Linked DNA regions of Mus musculus: region 1 is linked to region 2. Evidence: chromatin contacts called from public Micro-C data. All regions are on one chromosome and are shown on one strand. Each heading gives the region's core, a stretch centred on a gene start, on an enhancer-like site or on the middle of the called end of the contact. The rest is flanking DNA. Distances are from core to core; before and after follow the strand shown. Region 1 overlaps Mrps28 (mitochondrial ribosomal protein S28). Region 2 has its middle 30 kb from the start of Gm52599.

Evidence for each region. Hi-C and Micro-C count contacts between places; a contact is called where the count stands out from the background.
Region 1: a contact with region 2 is called in a Micro-C map of trophoblast stem cells, with 5 times the contacts expected there. The contact joins two enhancer-like sites. A contact is called at or near these places in 2 of 39 promoter capture datasets (the HPC-7 cell line and hippocampal neurons), 11 of 484 Hi-C or Micro-C datasets (the Ba/F3 cell line, the HL-1 cell line, the HPC-7 cell line and 4 more) and 3 of 115 datasets of contacts at active chromatin or transcription factors (bone marrow-derived dendritic cells, cardiomyocytes and embryonic stem cells).

The regions. Positions count from the first base shown.
Region 1 is chr3:8,918,609-8,922,074 of GRCm38.p6, reverse strand. All of the region lies in intron 1 of Mrps28 (mitochondrial ribosomal protein S28), which reads left to right. Gm52601 (a long non-coding RNA gene) reads left to right here. Exons shown (of 2, transcript XR_003954436.1): 2 at 1-3,466. Among named protein-coding and RNA genes, the nearest start is that of Gm52601, 3.2 kb to the left of the region's middle. Within about 2 kb of position 2,059, at least 10 of the 459 cell types and tissues checked have an H3K27ac peak or open chromatin away from gene starts, as enhancers often do. A contact at or near this core is called in trophoblast stem cells, where this site is marked.
Region 2 is chr3:8,794,549-8,797,958 of GRCm38.p6, reverse strand. No RefSeq gene overlaps it. Among named protein-coding and RNA genes, the nearest start is that of Gm52599, 30 kb to the right of the region's middle. Within about 2 kb of position 1,773, at least 13 of the 459 cell types and tissues checked have an H3K27ac peak or open chromatin away from gene starts, as enhancers often do. A contact at or near this core is called in trophoblast stem cells, where this site is marked.

The DNA.
Region 1 (3,466 bases), core at 810-3,309, 120 kb before region 2:
GTAATACCAGCATATCTTGCAGACAGGACACCATTTTAGATCAAAGGGTTTGTGGCTGGGTTGGTGTTTATATTTCTCTTTTAGAAGCCTGTAGACTAACTTTAAAACATAAGGGTGAAGACTTTATTTAGGCACCGGCCACGTTCAGTGTTCTCCATGTTCAATAAGTAGGTGTTGTCTTCAGCAGTGGGCCTTGCTGTCAGTTTGTGGAGAGCAGCCTACAGTTTTGGCAACAGCTTCAGTTGCTTGAGGCTTCTCGTGGATCCCTTTGGCTAGCAGCTCAGTCAGATGTAACACAATCCTGTGACTGGAAGCTTCATTTTGTGACAAGAGATGGCCACATGGGACTCTTGTCTCCCTCATTATTTGTCAACTTCAATTAGGTCACCTTTTCATATATGTGTATGTTTTAGAAAGCTTCTGCTGTATTAGGGTCTGTTCCACATCCTTCAATCTATGGCTGTTTCTTCTATTCCCTTTCCTGGGTAGATCTGTCTGTCCCCTCTAGTCCCTTAATCTATACCTAGCCTACCTAACATCTGTGTTCTGCAGATTGTTGCTAGGTTATCATCGACTCCCATATCAGTGAATATATACCAAATTTCTCTCTCTGGCTCTGGGACGCCTCACCAAGATGATTTTTCTAGTTCCATCCATTTACCTGGAGGGTTTTTTTTTTTTTTCTTAAGCTGAGACGTGCTCTATTGTGTAAATATACCACATTTTCTTTATCTAGTCTTGTGCTGAGGGATGTCTAGGTTGCTGCCGATTTCTGGCTATCATGAGTAGCAATGAACATGGCTGAGCAAGTGCCCTTATGTAATGTATATGCCTAAGAGCGGCATAGCTGGATCTTGATGGGTTCCCATTTCCCGAGCTACTGCCACAATATGATTTCCGCATTGGCTCACAGGTTAGCACAGTAGGAATTCCTAGTTCTTCCCTCAGCAGTAGGATGCTGAGAAGCTTCAGTTCCTTATGCTTTGGGGGTAACTTTCCTCCTGTGGCCCTGTTGTGGGGACTCGGTGCTCTTTGGCTCAGGAGCCGCCTCTCCCATCTTCAAAGCTGCCAGTGACAACTGTCTTCTTACTCAGTACCTCATGATGACCTTGCATCTGCTCCTTTTTTATCTTGAGTTCTGTTGGGATTAGTTAGGACCGTCAGGTAAACCAGAGTACTCTCCCTGTTCTAAGGGCAGCTTAGTGGACATCTTACCCATAGCTGTGGGTTTCACATAGTAGTGGTTAGTCTAATGAAGGGAAGCTCTCAGATATGAAACAGTGGCCGTGATTCCTTTTCCTTCTGAAGACCGTTCTGATCAGAGTGTTCTGTTTTCTGCAAGTCCCAGGACACTTTATTTGCTCTGCCCAGTTCACACTGCATGGAGTCTCTAACACAGCTTAGCAAACATCATTCTGCTACCCAGCGAGTAGATGCATTTGGCTGTGAAATATAGCTTACCAATTCCTTTTTTTTTTTTTTAAAGATTTATGTCTTTTATTATATGTGAGTACACTGTAGCTATCTTCAGACACACCAAAAGAGGGCATCCGGTCTCATTATAGATGGTTGTGAGCCACCATGTGGTTGCTGGGATTTGAACTCAAGGCCATTGGAAGAGCAGTCAGTTCTCTTAAGCACCGAGCCATCTCTCCAGCCCCCAGTTCCTTGTTAATAATTCTTGGGAATCTTGGTTTAGTTGGAATAAATGCTTGAGGAGGAGAGCGTAAGGAGGCTGGGTTGCAATCTCCGCTGTACAGGTTAGGTTCTCTGCTTTGCAGGGTCTCTGCAGCTTTGCAGCATCTAGACTGAGGCACTCAGTTGAGATATTCTAGTGCTGGGCTCCATGACAAGACACAGCGAGGTGGCTTTTCAGGAATGCTTTTGGAATTACTGTCCTCATTAAATGGGTTATCAATGCTTTGTGGTGAGACGCTGTTCTAACCATGGGGTTTATCAGGTATCAAATGCATGCGCCCGTTGAGGTTGTGGGTAATAGCGACTGTAGAGGTGGAGGCAGAGCTATGGGACAGCACCATCGTAAAGCTGCAGGAAACAGTCCCCTAGGCTATACCACAGCCTTGTGTGTGCCGCACTCCTGCTCTACCTCTCATGTGTCATTATGACTTGCCTGGGCTTGTGTTATAATAAGATAAAAAGTGTCATTTGAGGGTGGGAGGGCATTGGTTGCTAAGCCTGCTGACCTGGAGAGAATTGATTCCTGCAAACTGCTCTTTGACCTCCCCATATCCCTTGTGGCATGCCCCTTCCCAACCCCCCAAATAAGTCTGTCTAAGCTATGACTAAGGGCTGAAGTGTACAATTCAGTGAGACAATAAAATCAAGCTTTTCACTGGAGAAATAGAAAACCCAAAACAACAAAAGATACTGTGCACGTGTCTAATCCTAACTTACAGGCACTGGTCATTTCTAATATGGTAGTTTGTGCCACATTAGTACTCTTTAGGATAAAGGTTTTCATGGCCTTAACCCCAATCTAATGAGCTTTTAGGTGGGCAAAGGTCTTTTTTTCTCTTGTTCTGGTTTGTTCTCACTATGTGAGCACTTTGTGTGGCTCATGATGGGTCCTCGGTAAATGTTTGCTGTCTGTTTACTTATTTTCCTCCTTGCTCTGACCAAGTACCTGACAACAAACAGCTTAAGGGAGAAAGGATTGTTTTCTGTTCATGGTTTGAGGGCATAGCCCAATTGGCAGAGAAGGCTCTGCTGGGCATCAGGAACCGGAAGCAGCTGGTTACATGTGCCTGGAGCCAGAAAGCAGAGGGAGATGAGTGATATTCGCAGCTCTCCTTCTCATTTTCCATTTTTCTGAATGGACCTGTGGGGTAGTGCCGCCCACATTCAGGGTGAGCTTTCTCCTTTGCGTCTGGAAACACCCTCACATACAGGAGATGTGTCTCTTCCATGATTCTACTGTCTAGTTGGGCTGACAATGGAGACTAAGTATCAGGTTTACCAAGTGGATGTACGGATAAGTAGTACACAGTCACACAGGGACTTGAGTTGTTACTGCTTGTGACAACTCACAAGCCGTTACACACATAGGATAGGTTGGGCTCTTAGTTAAATGTGCTTGTCCATCATAGTAATTGAGCAGAAATGATGTTAGAATAGCTAGGAAGCTCAAAATACCCCGCGAGCTTTAAGTTTAGTATTTGCTGGAAGTTTTGCTGCGTTCCTTTCTTAACATTTGTGGTGAGGCACAGAAGCAGTTGTTAGGGATTGCTAGGGATTTAGTTTGTGAGCAAAATCTCACATCACTTTTTAGAGTTGGGTTTAATTAATTGAAAAATACCCTGAAATTAGAAGATGAAGAAGTACTGTGTGATCAGGACTTTTAAAAAAGTTTATTTACAAAGTATAAAAGTAACATTGACTTAAAAAGCACAGGAAGGTATCATTCCCAAGGATTATATATATATATATAATACATAATATAATACAT
Region 2 (3,410 bases), core at 524-3,023:
AAGCAATCTCCCTCTGTCTTGTCATACTCTGCCGGTGAGCACCAAATTATTCTAGGAACATGGGTTATATGAAGCCATAAATCTCAGGACATGAGGACCAGGGGGACCACCATAGACCCTGTCTATACCAGGCATGGAGGAGGCAGATAATCTTCTACTCTTTTCATGGTGTTTAAACCTAGGCCTGATGTATATAGTGTAAGAACCAGTACTTAGCAGGCACCAGGGGGATGCTTAGAGAGGAGATGAAACTGGGAGGACAGGGTGCAGATGAGAACAGTTGTTAGCAAGAGGACAACTATGGTGATCTTGGATAGTCCATCCTAATTCTCTGCTACCCACCCCCAACATGGTGGCCCTCTCCCTGTAGGCATCAGTCTCCTGATGAGGAAGGTGGGGCATCTCCACTGTGTGAGACTTGTTTCTGTAGTTGATGTGAGCTACCAATACAAATGAATTTGGGAAGGAGAAAGATGAGTCTCTGAGTATTAAGGGAAAGCAGAGTTTGGAGTACATCCCATAATGTCTGAGCCCACATTAATGGAGTGCTGTGAAACTTTGAAACCACAGGCTGGTTAGGCCATTGGGTTGACCCAGTATTTCATTTCTTATATTCATATCATTTGGGCTTTCTTAAAATAAATAAACAATTCCGTATAAATCCCTAAGAGAAATGTGTAGTTTATTTGGAAAGATTATAACTTTTCCCCGTGTTTCTTTTCAACTAATTACAAAGGACTTAGAGATGCCCTGACCCCAAGGAGGTGGATAAAAAAAAATGGGAAAAGGCATGTGCCTCCTCAAAAGGCCCAGAGCCTGTGTGCTCTGTCTGTGGGAGACAGACTGTGGGATTTCAAAGGTCACATGGTAGGTTTCAGGTGAAAAGTTTTATGGACCCCCAAACCATCTTGGGAACAGATGAAATATCCAGAAACCAAATTGTGGCTCTGATTATTACCATGCACTTCACAAAATTGCCTGCTTGAAAACGAGGAGCACACAACCTAGCTGTTTTACCATAAGTCTCAAATCATTATGGTCTGGGAAAATGCACAGGAGACTGAGATAGCAATAATTAGCTTGCATGAATGGATGGGAGGAAGCGGGATACAGTGTGTTTCCCAGACAACATTTTAGTGCAGAATCTCTTCTTTTAAATGCAGTAAATACCACAGAAGCCAGATAAAGAATGCCCAGCTCCCAAAACCATACTGAAAGGAGTGGGGCCAGCATAAGGATTGTGGGAAAATGCTACAAACCCCACTCATTGGAAATAATGGTGTATTTGAGGCATGCCACTGTGAGACTCTGTAGTATGTTGAGGTACCCAGTATTCTAGATTTCCAAAGGAAGACTACAAATGGGATGTCAGGGAGGTAATTCCGTGCCTATGGTTTTGTTTAGAGAGAATGTTTAGGTTTCATCAGTCATGCTGGTCTTGTTTATTCCTGTTTCCCACTCTGTTTCACCCACTGGTGCAGGTGTTATCCAACTTGCAATGAGCGGTGAGCCAGACAACGTCCCGAACAACATCCAAGTGGATATCATCATCGGCCTCTATGTAACCTGATTTAGATGTCACTTGATATGTGCTGGGCAAGAACTAGAAAAAGCAGAAAAGACACGATCTCATAAAGAGCTAAAAGGAAAGTGACTGGGGACCCCTACAGTTAGGTGCCTGCCTCCCCTGAGCTGAGTTAACTTGACCATGGCTAACTCTGAGTCAATCTCTAAGACTGCAGAGGGACAGGAAGTTACTGCTCAAAGGTGTAAACCAGAGGGGTCTACATGGCTACTTAAGAATCTGTGGAATGTGCCAGACTCTGCGCTTGGTCCTTAGAGGGAAAGGCAGCCCAGGTGCAGTTCAAATCATCCCTGTAGGACACTTGGGGATGCTTTGAATGTCTTCCTTTCTCTGACTCCAGAGAAGAGGCCAGCTTCTGCTTCTTCACCCCCATGCCCTCCAGACAAAACCCCACAGCATACCTAAGAGCTTCAGCCAGGGCTGAGGAGGTGAGGCCCAGACAAAGTCAGGTGCCCTCCTTCCTTGCTGTGCAAGGGCCTGTCTGTTGAGATTTTATATATATATATATATTTGTATACATATCACACACATAAATGTATATGTATATACATACATATATCAAACATTTCCATTCTACTACCATAATTATCTTCCTGAAGAGACTGGCCTTGGAAGTGTGACCCTTCCCTAGGACCTAAAAGTTACAAGCCTGTGGGACAAACTCCTGTAGCTTCCCTCTGACTGAGGAAAATGTGGGAGTCATTTCCTCATATTCTCTCAAGCTCACGCAGGGTCCTGCCTCTGCCTCATACCACAGAGTCTCCGTCCAGCTCTCAGCAGCACTCCTACCTCAGTCTCCCCTGAGGCGCCTGCCTCCCTGCCATCCTCTTCCCACCTCCAGGAACATCATAAGGGTCTGCCCAGAGGAGGTCAGCCCTGGGATTTACAATAACTCTGGGGAGAGCGGAGAATATCATCTTGACTAACTATCTTATTTTGGTACATTACATTTAAGAAAGAATTTAGGAGAATATTTTATTAACCAAAACCACTGCAAGCCTCTGATTAATTAGAGAACTTACAGTGTCCAGGGAACATGTAAAATGTTCACTCAACCAAATCTTTCTTGCCTATAAAACTCTAAAACACACTATTCAATCTCTTGGCCCCAAAACATTTCCTGCTTTTTAACTGTGAGTACTAAACAGGATTTAGTCTTCCTTCATGACTCAGGGCCACCATTATGGAAAACAGCTTCATAATGATGTGATTTCCTGGGGTATTAAGGTGGGGAGAGCTGCTGGCGGCCATGTGAAGACGGCGCCTTTGAAGGTCCCCTCGCTATCAGCTCTTTTCCTCACACTGACGTCAGCCTGTCTGCTGCTTCTGGTAACCTGTGTGCAGCTCTACCATCTCCGTCTACCTGGGGGAGCTTTCTACCTCGTTACTAAATGACTCAACTGGCCTTCGGTCCTCCTGTTTGCAGCTCCTTTCTCTGATACTGATTTCACTTTGCTTGCTGGTGCTGTGGGGTTTGTTTTTTAGTGTATACACTTGTTGTCTAGTTGTTTAGAAGAGGGCCTGAGGTCAGTTCTGTAGAGTGGTAGAACTGAGCTGAACTTTGATGTCTGTGATCTCTTTCAAAGTCCTTGATCCATAACTACCATTTGTATTTCCACTGTTAAACGTTTTTAATTTATTTTCACTGATAGGCCAGTCTTAGAAAGGGATTTAGAAAATCTGGTATTAAAAGTGTTTTAAGAAAGGAAAACTAATGAGAAAATAACTTGAAAGGTTTTTTGTTTTGTTTTTGTTGTTGTTGTTGTTGTTACTGTTTTTAAATCAACTTTAAGCCAGGTGGCGATGGCAAGCAGATCTCTGTGAG